2 separate regions of the Mus musculus genome follow, and region 1 is linked to region 2. The links are chromatin contacts, called in public Hi-C maps. All regions are on one chromosome and are shown on one strand. Each heading gives the region's core, a stretch centred on a gene start, on an enhancer-like site or on the middle of the called end of the contact. The rest is flanking DNA. Distances are from core to core; before and after follow the strand shown.

Region 1 (7,006 bases), core at 857-3,356, 650 kb after region 2:
CCAGCAAGATGGAGCTGTGCACTGTTCCCCAATCATTATCCTTTTGGCGACTCTGTATCTTTGTGTGTGTGTGTGTGTGTGTGTGTGTGTGTGTGTGTGTGTGTGTGTATGTGTTTATTTTCTTCATTTATATTTCAAATGTCATCCCGAAAGTCCCCTATACCCTCCCCTTGCCCTGCTCCCCTACCCACCCACTCCCACTTCTTGGCCCTTGCGTTCCTCTGTACTGGGACATATAAAGTTTTCAAGACCAAGGGGTCTCTCTTCCCAAAGATGGCCGACTAGGCCATCTTCTGCTACATATGCAGCTAGAGACACGAGCTCTGGGGGTACTGGTTAGTCTTTATCTTTGGGTCTTGTACCATGTTCCAAGCAGAACAGAGAATGCCCAGAGTTCACCTGACCTTTTCATCGTCCATGTTATGGCTCATGTCCCTTTTCAGGAAGAGTGAATTTAGGGGACCTGCCCTTCATTCCAAAGTTTCAGTGGAGTAGTAAATCTCACATCTGTGTATTTTTCCCTAAGAGAAATAGTCTCATGTACAGAGAGATGTATGCCTAAGAAAATGTGTGCAGAGATGCAAAAGTTCAAAGCAAAAGATGTAGTCATAAGTGGGAAGGTGCAGGACTAGACTCTGCTTTGTCCACAGCCTTAAGTGGCAAGTAGCATTTGATCAGGATTAGTCCAGTTCATACCACTTAACCGGAAGTGGGAAATAGTGAACTGTTTATCAGCTAGATATGGCCAAGGCTCCTTTACCTACAGCTAAGAGAAAACAACATAAAATTCACAAAGTGAGGGACCTCCAAGGTTGTCCAACCCATGGTGATAAATCCAATATCAGGACCTGTTTTGTAGATTTCCTAAGATTTGACACACATCATCTTTTGTCCTTAAGACAGTTGCCCAGGATTTAGCTGCTTACCATGTATTCTGTCTTCACCACAATCCCACATTACAGATGAAGAAAAGGGGTAAGGAGATTTTAGAACTTACTTTAAAAGGACAAATTTTTTTGTCTACTTAGCCTTTGCAAAATATCTAGAATATGTCCCACAAGGGGAGAGTTACTCTTATTCATCCCGTATCTCTAGAGTCTACCCAGTCAGGATGTATCTGCTTAATGAATGAATGAGCCCATCATTATTGTGCTTATGTCCTCTTTAAAAATCAAAGAAAGTTTATCAAAATGAGGCATCTAAATCCTGCAGAAGGAATCAGCACAGTTTAGACTAATTATGTTTTTCTTCCAAATACTTGAAATACAAATACTTCCCACTGTTTAAAAAAAAAAGTATTGTTTTTTAAAAAGTAATTACACATTAATTTTAATGAGATCTTTCATCTGATCTTCTGGTGTACATTATCTTTATAATAATTGTCATAATGAAAAACTGCAGGGAGCCCCATGACAACAGAGAAGATGCTTTGACAAGAAAAGGCAGTTTCTGTCATTTTGTGATTCCGTTTACCCAAGAAGCAAGGGCAAAGAACTACAGGAAAAGATCAAAAAGAAAACAGAGCAAGACAAGAGACACCATTATTGTGGTGAGTCATTAATATTTTCTAGGTGGATAAAGTCAATAAATTGGGAGGCATGTCTGATACATCGTCCTCCCTTCTGCTTCTCTCACAGTCGTGGGCTCTCCTCCAGATTCCTTGCAAACTCATGTAGACACATCTTTTACCCCAGGACCACTCCCAAACCATGTCATTATTTGTTTCCTGAATACAACACACAGATAAAAGCCTATGTGTACTTTCGTTCTCCTTCTAAGTCCCCACTCACTTTATGTCTCAGATCACTGCTTTCCTGACTGTCCCCTTTTGGTGTCTCTGAAGATTACCATTCTATAATCTTTCACCACAGTTTTCAGCCTCTGGCACACCGGTCTCCAAAGATTTTCTTCTCCTTTTTTCTTAGACTAGATATCTGGCCTCCAAAGGGCCATAATATCTTCCAAGAGAGAAGATAGGTCAGACCTCAAATACTGTAGGAAGTTATAGAAGGGAAGAAGATAAATAAGATTACTGGCTTTGTGTTTAACCAGTGGATTTCAATCTTCCTAATGCTGCAACCCTTTAATACAGTTCCTCATTTTGTGGTGAACCCCAACCATAAAATTACTTTCATTGCTACTTCCTAACTGTAATGTTGCTAGTGTTGTATGTCTATAACAGGTGCTTTGCATCTCATTTCCCCAGCTCCTCTGCTAGAGCTGGTGACAAGTCAGGCTCTCTAACAATACACATGAACCACAACCTCTGTTAGCAGACTTAGAGTGCAGCTAGACCATTTTCCATCACATTATCACTGAACATACTTGGGTGGCTTTGGCTTGAATGGCATCTTGGAAAATATCTGGTCTGCTGGGACAGCCACCTTGTTGGTAGACACTTGTAACTGTCAGAAAGTTTTCTCTTATATTCAGGTTCCTTCCCACCTACAATAGTTACTGAATTGATCATAGTTCTATACAGCCATTAAGGAGTAAACAGTATTGTTATACCTCAAGGAAAACAGTAATGAAACTAGTGTTTCTCCATGGTGGACATTGCCCTCATCAAGGAACATGGTAAAAGACTTCATGTGATGGAGTTATACTCATAGCACAGAGAGGCAGGAGTCATTGTCACTAAAGGCTGCTGTGGGCAAAAAATGCTGAGGTAGCAAGCACATCGACTGGGTTCATAATGGACAATCAATTTGGTTGATGAATGGATTGGACAGGTCTTAGGCAGCTTGCTGTCTAAATGTGATTCTGCTAATCACAACGCCTGATTACTTCTGATTGATCATGACACAAAACCCAGATGTGGAAATTCACCCAAGGCGGTTAATAACTAATTTTTTGCAATCTGGAGAAGAACTCCAGGCTCAGCAAGCCTTGGGCCACTGTTTCACACTTCTGAGTGTGCCCTGGGGAGCTGCTGATTTGGACTTGTAAGATCCTGATTGCTGAGTAGTCCCATCAGTCAAGGTTGTGTAACAGGGCAAGGTGTAGATAACAAATTACAGACTTGTATCCAACTTAGAAAAGCTCAGTCCTTACAATGATCATAAGAATAATGGGAAAAGACTATTAATGAAAATGCTTAGGAAGGACTTCACTATTGTCAGCATACAGTGCTTTTAACTCAGACTCCCCTGACACTCCTCATATGAGTAGAAACTCACAGAAGTTAATGAAACATCAATAAATACCAGACTTGACCCCAGAGTTCAGGAGTAAGTCTAGAAGCAAAAATGAAAAATGATAGCATTTCCTCTGTGCCCTTAAGGTCTTTGCATTTCCCCTATATACAAATTGCATCTCAGTCATAATGGTTTGGGGCAAAAAGGATGGCTCAGCAGGCAAATGTGCTTGCTTCTAAGACGAAAATCCGAGTTTGATCCCTGAGCTCTACAGAGTAGAAGGGAACAGTCTCCCAGCTTGTCCTTTGATCTCTACTCCTGCATTACGGCATGAGTGTGTCCACACCCCGTACACATATAAAGTAATAAATTAATTAACACACACAAAGCAATAAATTAATTTAAAAAACACGCCTTGACAACAGCCATAAGGAACTGATAGAAGGCCTTGTATGTGCACATGGCACATCCATCTCCGCTGCTCTTCCTCCTCTGGACCCTGTGGACCACTTTTGTGGAGGTCAGAGGGCAACTTTCAGGCGATGATTCTCCCCTTCCACCTTGATACAGGGCACGATGTTTCTGTTGTTGTACCTTATACTACAGTATATCTGGCCTGTGGGCCTCCAGGAGAGTCTCCTGTCTCCACCTGTCACGTCCCCCACAGGAGCACTGGTGTTACCATTGAAAATCACTGCATCAGGCTTGTCTGTGAGTTCAGGAATAGAACTCGGTTTACCAGGCTTAAGCGGTGAGTATTTATATCTGCTGAGCCAACTCACTAGCCTGAACTTTGAGGTTGTCTTTTGTTTTTGACAAGATCTACCTCAGAGTCCCAGGTTGCTCTCTATTTATTATGTTGCTCAGGCCTCACCAAAGCCTTCAAGCTTCAGCTCTCAAGTGCTGGGATTACAGATGTGAGTCACCACATACAATAAACATATTACAGTGTAAGTCAGAGAACAGAGATGGCACCCAGGTTAGGCTTTGACTCAAAGTCTTTTCAGAGACGGCTGGTGTTTGATCACATGCTTGTTCCAGTGAGGAAGAGTATAACCAAACACATAGAAAGAGAAGCTTCCAGGAGAAAAATAGAGCTGAACTCTTTGGGAGAACACAGAAGGCAGGACTGCACGTAGCTGCTTCCCCTAATGAAAGTGGAAGGAAAGCAGCTAAGAAAAGCTTGCGTGTGTTGGGATGTTTGGTAGGTACAAGTCACAGTGTTCTGCTCTGATGCCCCATGTTATCAATGAAGCACACACAAATGCTATCTGCTAAGAGCAGGCAGGTGCAACAGCTCGCTAGGCTGGGGATGAGCTCCCACACCTCTGTTTACAGCTAAGAACTTTGATCCGGAGTTTTCCTGGAAGAAGCCACTGACAGACTAAAAGGAAGAGAAGTAGAGGGTGTTGTTGCTTTCTTTATAGCTAAAAGATGGAAGGATTAAAGGGACTCCTGAGACTCATTTTAGGCTTTTCTCTCAGTAAAAGACACCATTTAAAAATATTTTATCTGGTATATCAACATCCCATCCCATCAGGACACAAAAAACTGTGGCTCAGAACCCAGATTCCCTAGAGATGTGGCAAATAATAGCTGACTGGGCATCTCCTGGGCTGGAACTCTTCTTTAGGACTAAGAATGACCATAATATAAACACTGGGCACAAAACAGTGAGGCACACTTCCAACCCTCCTGCATCTTCTCTGTTTCAGCATCCACAGGTGGGCGAGAACCAGGATGCTGTCCCTGCGTATCTCTTCTAATAGATAGTATCATCAAAGCCCCTAGTAAAAAGAAAGTGAAAACAAGAATGCAAAGCCAGGCACGGTGGCACATGCCTATAACCCTTGCAGGACAGGCAAAAGGATCAAGAATTGAAGGCTAACTTTGACTATACAGGATGTTTATGACCAGCTTGGCCTATAAGTGGGAACTATTGCAAAAAACAAACAAAGATCACAGAAACAAGAGCAAATGGGACAGATGGAAGGATCTGTCTCTACCTGTTTCAGAATCTGCAGTGCAACCTCCCCATGCTTTCCTGGGTCAGAGGTTCTCATTATTTTAGTAATAATGAACGGATTCTCTTCCACAGCTGGTGTGCAAGGGGGAGCAATCAGACACATGGGTTGATGGTGAGACACTCCTGGACTTACTCACTGGGCAAATGTAAAAGATTCTCATCAGAACATGAGTCTCACATCTGAAGTTCTGAATAATCTGCCTAGTTAAAAAATGCAAGTAGGTATTATAAGAGAGGGTTAAGATTTCCATTGTGCCTCTTGCTCTTGCTCTTGTTTTATGAGCCAGAGTCCCACTGGGTTAGCCTGGAAATCTTGATTTTCTTACCTCAGCTGCCGGGTGCTTGGATTACAAGTCATAGTGAGTCAAAGTTGAATGGTGTTCAACAACTCCAAGGTCATGCTGACAGGAACCCAGAGATTTATTTAAAGGCTCAGTTGGGGCCAACGATTTGCCATGGAAAATGCTGCCTGTGATTCTTTTATAAGAATCTGGAGCCCCGTGGCTCCAGAGCAATGACTGTGGCTCTGGGCATGCTAACACAAAGTCTGTTCCTTCCTAAAGCTCCAGTCAAATTTCTCAGGTGGAACTACTGAAGAGCTCAACAGCTCTCAGTGAGCAGAAATGGGCAATCTTTGCAGAATTGCCTATTAGCCTCAGTTGTGCCTGAACAATAAAGAAGATGGTAGCAACGGCCGACAGCCCACATCTGATCAAGGATGTGTCATACTAGTTCCTCTTTGTAGGCAAAGGGAACGTGTATCCCTTTAGTGCTCTTTCCCTGTTAGTGCTTTGAAAATCCCATTTTACTCTGAAATAATATAGTAACTTATATGGGTTTATAATAAAATACTTAAGTATAGGTTTTTCTCTAAAAACATAGAGCTTTTACTTCTCTCCCTGACAAAGAAGACTGTATAACTGGCTGTTCAGCTACCACCCTCACCATTAGGTATATATACTTGTGTTCAATTCATAATGGCTAAAAAGTGTAAGCATATTGCATATGATTTCTTCCTGTGTGGGCTTATTTGTTTCCTACTGCAAACTAACAGAGTCCGGTGTAATTGGAGTCACTGCTGAAAGAGATACAGGGCTATAGCCCTGTATGTCACTAATGTGCTCTGTGACCTAGAGCAGATGACTCACTCTCTCTGGGCTCCAGGTTCTTTCACTAATCAAATACAGATCTCTTCAACTCTCTGCTGCTTCCACCATGCATCACCTGGTCTACTGCAGGAGGTTACAGGTCCTGAAGCTCCGTTCTCAGTCCAATTGTTGCCCAAACCTAAGCTCTCATGGATCCCATCTTCAGCATTTCCTGACAGAACACAACACCCAAGCTTCCCTTTAGGATCAGGAAGCCCTTCTAACTGCTCTCAGTTCACTTCACTTGAAAAATCCTAAGGATGTAGGTCTCACCTGCCATCTCCTAGGATATAGGTCCCACCTGGCATCTCCTGGAATGTAGGTCTCATCTGGGATCTTCCAGGAAGTAGGTCTGACCTGGCTGGCATCTCCTAGGATATAGGTCTGGCCTGGGATATCCTGGGGTGTAGGTCTGACCTGGGATATCCTGGGGTGTAGATCTGGCCTGGGATATCCTGGGGTGTAGGTCTGACCTGGGATATGCTGGGGTGTAGGTCTGACCTGGGATATCCAGGGTGTAGGTCTGGCCTGGGATATCCTGGGGTGTAGGTCTGGCCTGGGATGGGATCTCCTTGGATGTAGATCCAACCTGCAATCTCCTTTCCCTTCACCTTTGAAATAGTTATTCACTCCTTAGATTCTATTTTCCTACACACCTATAAATTGAACCAGGATAATTTCATAGAATATTTTCT
Region 2 (7,375 bases), core at 1,691-4,190:
TTGTATTGTACTTTTAGAGTGATAATATGTGGTCTGAGAAAAATAACATAGCTGTTATAAACTCACTGTAAGAGTAAGAGAGTGATTGGTATCATTCCCACAGAGTGCTCACCAACTTACCATATCTTCACTAATGGGATAATTGGGATCTTTTAGAAATAGCGAATGGGTAGATGTTGGTTCAGCTTTTGAGTCTCACTCTTCTTGAGAAATCATGATGTGTCTCTGATCATCACACCTGTGTTTCAGGGGTGTTGCTTCCTTTGGGTCTCAGACTGGAGAAGCATCCAAGAAGTGTCAAGGTCTTCCAGTAACAGTCTTTTACCGATAGGACCAAGAGGCACATGCTGTGCCACGGTTGAGAGGGAAAGTGAGTCTAGCATCACAGGAAAGAGAGCTGTATTTTGACATTAAAAAAATTGCAAATTGTGCAATGGAAGACTTGTTAGAATCTCATCTTATGAAAATGACAGTTATGACTGCTATGCTCCTATTTAGGAAACACTTAGCTTAAACAGCTGAAAATATCACCTAAGGGAAATTGAATCTCAGCAAACCTCTTCCTTACCATATTTTTTTAAAGAAGTCTGTTTTGCTCTCTTTTAAATAGAATACAAGATTCTTTGCTTTATAATATATAGCGAAATTCTTCCCCAAAGTAAATATTAAAAACACAGATTAAAAACTAAGTGTACTTTTGAGGTTTCGCATGAATGTGTGTCTAGAAGCAAGTTGAGACTAAACTCAGTGAGAAAAATAAAAGATATCACTGTAGAGCCAGTGGTCCAGCTGGCAACATCCCTTAGATCTCTGGGCCTTGTGAGCTCAGGCAGGGAGATAGGACTGAAGAGACAGTAGATACAACTAGCCACTCCAAGGTAGTCAGAGCACACCAATAAAAGCCACACAGACCAAGGGGACAGGGTGAGTGTTTTCACCCTAAATACCTTGTCTTTGTGGCTTGGAAAAGAACATGAGAGAAGTAGCTCACTCTTGACAGCTTCCGACCTCCAGCCTGTTCTTCCACAGTGTTGGATTAACACCAGTTCTGTAGCTCAGAAATGTCAGGTAGAATTCTTATTGTAAAGTGAGCATGTATTGAGAAAGCTCTAGGAGTTCTGCAGAGGCAAATACAGACCTTCACTGAAGGAATCCACTTGAAAGATAAACCTTTATGGATGGAGACTCAAAACTAATCTTTATAGATTGAGTTTTGGGAAAATGAGATGCAATGAGAAGGTGTCCCAGTTTCATTGGTGTTTCTGTAATAGAGTAACCAACAAAATGCAACTTAGGGAACAAAAGAATTTACTTAGTTTTACAATTACAAAATAAGGGCCTAGGGAGATGCCTTAGCAGTTAAGAGCTCTTGCTGATCTTCCAGAGGACCTAAGTTCAATTTCCAGGGCCATCTCTGGGTGGCATATAACCTGTAACCCCAACTCCAGGAGATTCAACACTCTTTCTGTCCTCAACACAAACCTACACATATACATTTCAGACACAGAGATGCGCAAATAAAAATAAAATAAAAAATCTACAGAAAAGTCTACCTTTGTAGTTAAGTCAGGGCAGGGGCAGCTAGTCAGGACGCATCTTCAGTTAACAAAAGGAAAAGCCTGAATGTATAGTTAGTTATCTCATTTCCTTTCAGCAGGTCCTATAAACTGAAACTTTTACTATCTCCCTGTAGTACTATAGGCCAGAGATGAAGCCTTTGACACTTGGAGAACTCTGGGAATGTTAAATAGCCACACAATATCATTATACAAAATAGGATATAAAGTAATCATTTTAATATATCTAAAAATAAAATGTACCAGGTGTATAAAGAAAACAATAAAATATGAATGTTAACCAGTTTGAAACTAGAATCAAAGAGAATATTCAGAGAAGAAAAGTACAATAATTAAACATAAAATATTAGGAGTTAGACCATAAAATAGAAAATTGCAGATAACATTAATTTATCACTCAGAACTAGATCTAAAGGAATAGTCCACATTAAAACAAAGAGCAAGATAAAAATAGAAAGAGTGGTATAAAATATATAAAGAATACTACAAAGGGAAAACAGTGGTTCAAAGGAAGGCCATATATTCTGTGAGACAGCACCTGAGATTTTCCAGAATGCAGGTCAATAACTTATTCTCTCATTAGCCTAAAAACTCTACATAATAACTTTTTAAAGTTTTTCTTCAGGTAGACTTTCATGTAGTCCAGGCTGTCCTCAGACTCAACTGATTATGTGCCCAAAGATAACTTTGTACTCCTGGTCTTCCGTTCCTGCCTCTAAAGTCCTGGGATTCTATGCCATCCATGCCCAGGGAAATAACTGAAGTTTTAAAACTCTACTTATACACTTTTTGTTTAAATGACTAAACCAGAGATAATGAATTGTTAGAAACAACAAGAAGCAGGCACATTTTGTACACTAGGAAATCTGAAAGCAATTGCCACCATTGTGGTCTTCTTAAAAGATGTAAGTAAAGGCGAAAGAAAACAGACTGTGGTATAAAAAGTTCAAGAAAGGAGAAAAAAAAAGAAAAAGAAAAAAAGAAAAAAGAAAGAGAAACCTGTCAGAACAGAGTTTCATGTGGGGAAAACTGACCTTGGAGAATTGGAGATCAGGTGTGAGGAGAAGATGCTCTTAGATATTGTGTAACCAAAACACCTCAATCCCTGTACCAATAATAATTAAAGCAAAGGCCAGGAAGATAAAAGAGAGTACTGAGAACATAGAAGGAGTTGGAGGGGCAGAGTGTGGGGCAGAAGTGATACAGTGCTCCTCTATGGAATTCTCAAAACATGTTGTTAAATTTATGTAAAAATAAAATACAACCACAATGATTCTTAAAGGCTTTGTAGAACCTGTGGTAGAGAAAGAGAATTTCTAACAGAAAACCACAGTGTAGGGCAACAGTGAGTAAAGGGAACAGAAAATAGATAATAGTTTTCATTTACTTTAAAGTAGTTTCATTATCATAGAAAGAATCGGGCTCCATTACAGAGTCTTTCAAACACATTTGTTCCCTCTTTTTCTTTTCCTCACCTCTTCCCCCTCATCCTTATACCCTCCTATACCCAGAATCTTCTTTTCTGATTTAATGCCACAAACGACCTGTGACCTGTAGTCTAGCACATTCTCCTTTCTCAACACTTCTTGCTCTCATATCATTTGCTATTTATTTTTATAGCCTATAATTAATCATTCTCATTTGCTCCGCTACTAACAGTGGTGCTCTGAATGAGAATGGTTCCCATGGACTCATATTTGAATGCTTGGTCTCCAGTTGATAGAGCTGTTTGGGAAGGATTGGGAAGCATGGCTTTATTATGTAAGTGTCTTACTGGGGGTAAGCTTTGAGGTTTCTACATCTGACACTATTCCCAGTCTCCCTGTTTCTCTCCCCTTTCCTTCCCAGCACAGCCTTTCTGTTTCTTGGTATGTAATCTTTGGACTACGGCTCCAGAGCCGTGCTTGCCTGTCTGCTGCCGTGTTTTCCACTCTGCCATGATGGTCATGGGCTCTCTGAAACTCTAAGTTGAATAACTCTTATGTACATTGATTTGGTCATGCTGTCTCTTCAAGACAATAGAAAAGTAAGTAAGTAAGACATAAAATTTTAAAGTTAGGAGATAGATAGATAGATAGACAGACAGACAGATATGCAGGTTTTGTCTTTGTGAGTCTAGGTGACCTTACTTAATGTACTACTTTGCTACTACTTTGCAGACCCATCCACTTTATTATAAATTTTAGAAGCTCATTTCTCTTACAGCAGAGTGAAAGTCCATTGTATATATGAAGCACATGTTCATTTAGCTGAGTAAGCAGGAAATTTCTTATAGGCGAAGGAATTAGACTGATGAACTGTGCCAAAATTTAATTTCAGAATTTCTGTTTACTAAAGACAGTCTAACACAAGCTAAAAACTAAATGTGACATAAAACATACAAGTACAAACATGAAAAAAATTGCCAATAAATGTTTTTGCCTGAATGCCTTTTAATTTTTTGTTGTTGTTGTTTTGTTTCCAAGAACTTGGAATTTTAGGGAACAAGGTGTTTTGTAGGCATAAATGTTATTGTGCAGATGGCTTGGTAGGTCTTTTCTAGAGGTGTAATTACACCAGTTTCATGGAAAGTAAGTCTCATGTGCTTCTTGTATTTTATTACATACTTATGCTAGGTGGTTTTTATTAAACATGGATACTGGATGCTGAATTCTCTTTCTCCTCTGGGTGACGTTAACTGTTTTCTGGGTTTTGTCATCACTGCGGTGACAACTCTATATAATTTAAGCTTTGTTAACTGCCATTGTTTAATAAGAGACTTTTTTTTTATGTTTGCACCACTTTACCTTTATTAGCATAGACTCTTAGATGGAGACATTGTAGGCTGGAATGCAGTTTTAAAACTTATTTGGCCTACTTATCCTTTACACTGAGAAAATAGTCACTATATTTTTGGCACTTACTTTTACGGCAAAGAAATGTTTATGAAGACAGTTTTGTCAGATCATTGACAGATTAGTGATAAAGAATGAGCAAGTGCATGTGTGCTTCTTGCCCTTGAGAGGATGTCAGATTCCCTGCTGTATCATTCTCTGCCTCATTCCAATAAGAGACATTTTAAAGAGACCCTTACACTCCTGTCTTCAGCTATCAGACTATTGAAACAATGGACAGAAGAATTAGAATTTCCTTAGGAAGGAAAGGGACCTGCTGAAGGTGGCAGCCAGGAAAAATACTTGCATCCAAGGAACAGACTCCACGGAGTTCCGAAAACTTATGAGATTATCTTGAAGGAGAGACAGGAGGTGTGAAAACCAGAGATGGACCACACCTGGGTAAGGACAATTAGTTACAGAGCCTCTTGCCCTTTCTTTAACACAAGCTCAAGTCAGTATCATCAGCATCACGAAAAAGAAACAGAAGTTCCTTTTCCAAGTGTGGCCGAATTGACTACATCTCTCCCCTCTGTTTTCACTCCTTCTTGACTCTTTAATGATATTAAAGACAGAAGGTGAGCGTAGCTTGTTAATAAGGGGCTACCAGAGGCCAGACTTTGGCTCTAAAATCTCCGGGCCACCTTATGTTTATGTTCTTTGCTCTTGGTTGATATTTAACAGGTAAACCCCCTCCCATTTATTTGGAATTTGTTTATATGCTGAGAAAAGTTACTCCTTATATCAACATTAGGAACCTCATCATCAAATTCACCTTAAGATAACATGGCACATAGATCACAAGGAACTCTACAAAGAAAACAAGAAAGAAAATAGTATGCAGCTCTGTGTTGATCATTCTTCTTTTCAGTCTAAAGATCGTTTGCATTATGGTGAGCACAGCAGGACGATGAACAGACAAATCGATCTTTCTTTCCATACTTGTAAGTTCTCAACCCTTCTTCTTATTAACCCATGCATTAAAACATGAAGACAAGGAAAACACTTGTCCATGAACAGATAAGGAATTTGTTCTCATGCTTTAGTTGAATAACCATTGCATGTAAGCACTGTTATGGAAGCTTAGGAACAATACAGTAAGGACCATTGTTGCAGGGGTTCTCCCAATGTAGTATCACAGAGAGTTTAAAAATGTAGAGAAGTGTATGCAATATCAAATGAAAACATACATGGAGGAAAGATAGAGCTGAGGGGGAGAGTTGGTGGGAGCACAGTTAAGAAGGGAGGGGCAGGGGAGAGACAGCTTTTTAATGAGCTGCAGCTACTTAGTGCATTGTTCCTCTAAATTTCTGTTATAAGTTACTTACATTGTTCTGACAACCACTCAGACTTTTCGCCAGTAAATCAGAAACCATTTTATGCAATTTGGACAGGAAGAAGTATGACAGGGGGACCTGAGAGGGAGCTCAGGAGTGAGAAGAAATGTTATTGGTGAGATGAGCTTGCTGTTTTATAAATGGTGGTAGAAGGCTCCAGATCATTTGTCCCTGCTGGTCACAGCTCTAGCTAGACAGGACAGTTCTTCCTTTTTGCTCTGCTATCTAAGTTTTCCATGAAATCAGAATCCAAATTCAATCTCTGGTTGGCAAGGGATTCTGGAGACATTCATTCTGCTATGAATTGTGGGTGTGTTCCTGAATTCATAACAGAATCAGACAGCTACAAAGCTGGAGAGCAAATTCATCACCATAAATGATGCAAATGTTTGTCTTTACACAACTGCTCCACGCAGTATGCTTGTTCACTTAATAAACTTGTTCATTTAAGCTATAATTTAAGTTGATTAGGTTTGAGAAAATTAAGGCATTTAGGCACAAAAAAAAAATGGCACTGGATTGAGAACAGTCTATGAGGTAGAGTACAGGCTATGGAGAAAGCTCTGTTCAGCTCTTTTTCTGAGGTCCAAGTATAAGAATCAATAATTGTCTGAACATTTATTTATTCAATCATATTTCAGGTCCACTTATTAACTTTACATATTCAAACATTTAACCTATTTGTAATGAGATGAACTTATAACATCAATGGCATGCTCCAATCCTTAGCATTATGTTCTATTGTGATTTACTTAAGAAAACGAGACATAACATAGTCACTGTTCCCTAAGTGTTTACAGTCTAGGAAAGAAAAAGAAATTTGAAAATGATTAGAATACCATGGTACAAATGATGAAAGTGAAGTGGCCCCTAGGTACTTTGGGGTCCCACAGAGAGTCAAGAATCTATGAATTCAAGACTTTTTAATTTTTTTTTTTTACTCAGCAATTAAAAACAATGAATTCGTGAAATTCTTAGGCAAATGGATGGATCTGGAAGATATCATCCTGAGTGAGGTAACCCAATCACAAAAGAACACTCATGATATGCACTCACTGATAAGCAGATATTAGTCCCAAAACTTAAACTACCCAAGATACAATTTGCAAAACACATGAATCTCAAGAAGAAGGAAGACCAAAGTGTGGATACTTTGCTCCTTCTTAGACTGGGGAACAAAATACCCATGGAAGGAGTTACAGAGAAAAAGTTCAGAGCTGAGACAGAAGGAAGGACCTTCCAGAGATTGCCCCACTCGGGGACCCATCCCATATACAGCCACCAAACCTAGACACTATTGCATATGCCAGCAAAATTTTGATGACAGGACCCTGATATAGCTGTCTCTTGTGAGGCTATGCCAGTGTCTGGCAAATACAGAAGTGGATGCTCATTGTCATCTATTGGATGGAACACAGGGCCCCCAATGGAGGAGCTAGAGAAAGTACCAAAGGAGCTGAAGGGGTCTGCAACCATATAGGAGGAACAACAATATGAACTAATCAGTACCTCCAGAGCTCATATCTCTATCTGCATATGTAGCAGAGGATGGCCTAGTCAGCCATCAATGGGAGGAGAGGCCCTGGGT

The links. Hi-C and Micro-C count contacts between places; a contact is called where the count stands out from the background.
Region 1: a contact with region 2 is called in a Hi-C map of pre-pro-B cells, with 9 times the contacts expected there. The contact joins two enhancer-like sites. A contact is called at or near these places in 2 of 39 promoter capture datasets (cranial neural crest and liver) and 1 of 484 Hi-C or Micro-C datasets (pre-pro-B cells).

Annotation. Positions count from the first base shown.
Region 1 is chr3:82,806,490-82,813,495 of GRCm38.p6, forward strand. No RefSeq gene overlaps it. Among named protein-coding and RNA genes, the nearest start is that of Rbm46, 66 kb to the right of the region's middle. Within about 2 kb of position 2,107, at least 17 of the 459 cell types and tissues checked have an H3K27ac peak or open chromatin away from gene starts, as enhancers often do. A contact at or near this core is called in pre-pro-B cells, where this site is marked.
Region 2 is chr3:82,155,816-82,163,190 of GRCm38.p6, forward strand. Gm29921 (a long non-coding RNA gene) reads right to left here. Exons shown (of 9, transcript XR_867373.2): 3 at 1,139-1,262; 4 at 121-397. Among named protein-coding and RNA genes, the nearest start is that of Gucy1a1, 14 kb to the left of the region's middle. Within about 2 kb of position 2,941, at least 2 of the 459 cell types and tissues checked have an H3K27ac peak or open chromatin away from gene starts, as enhancers often do. A contact at or near this core is called in pre-pro-B cells, where this site is marked.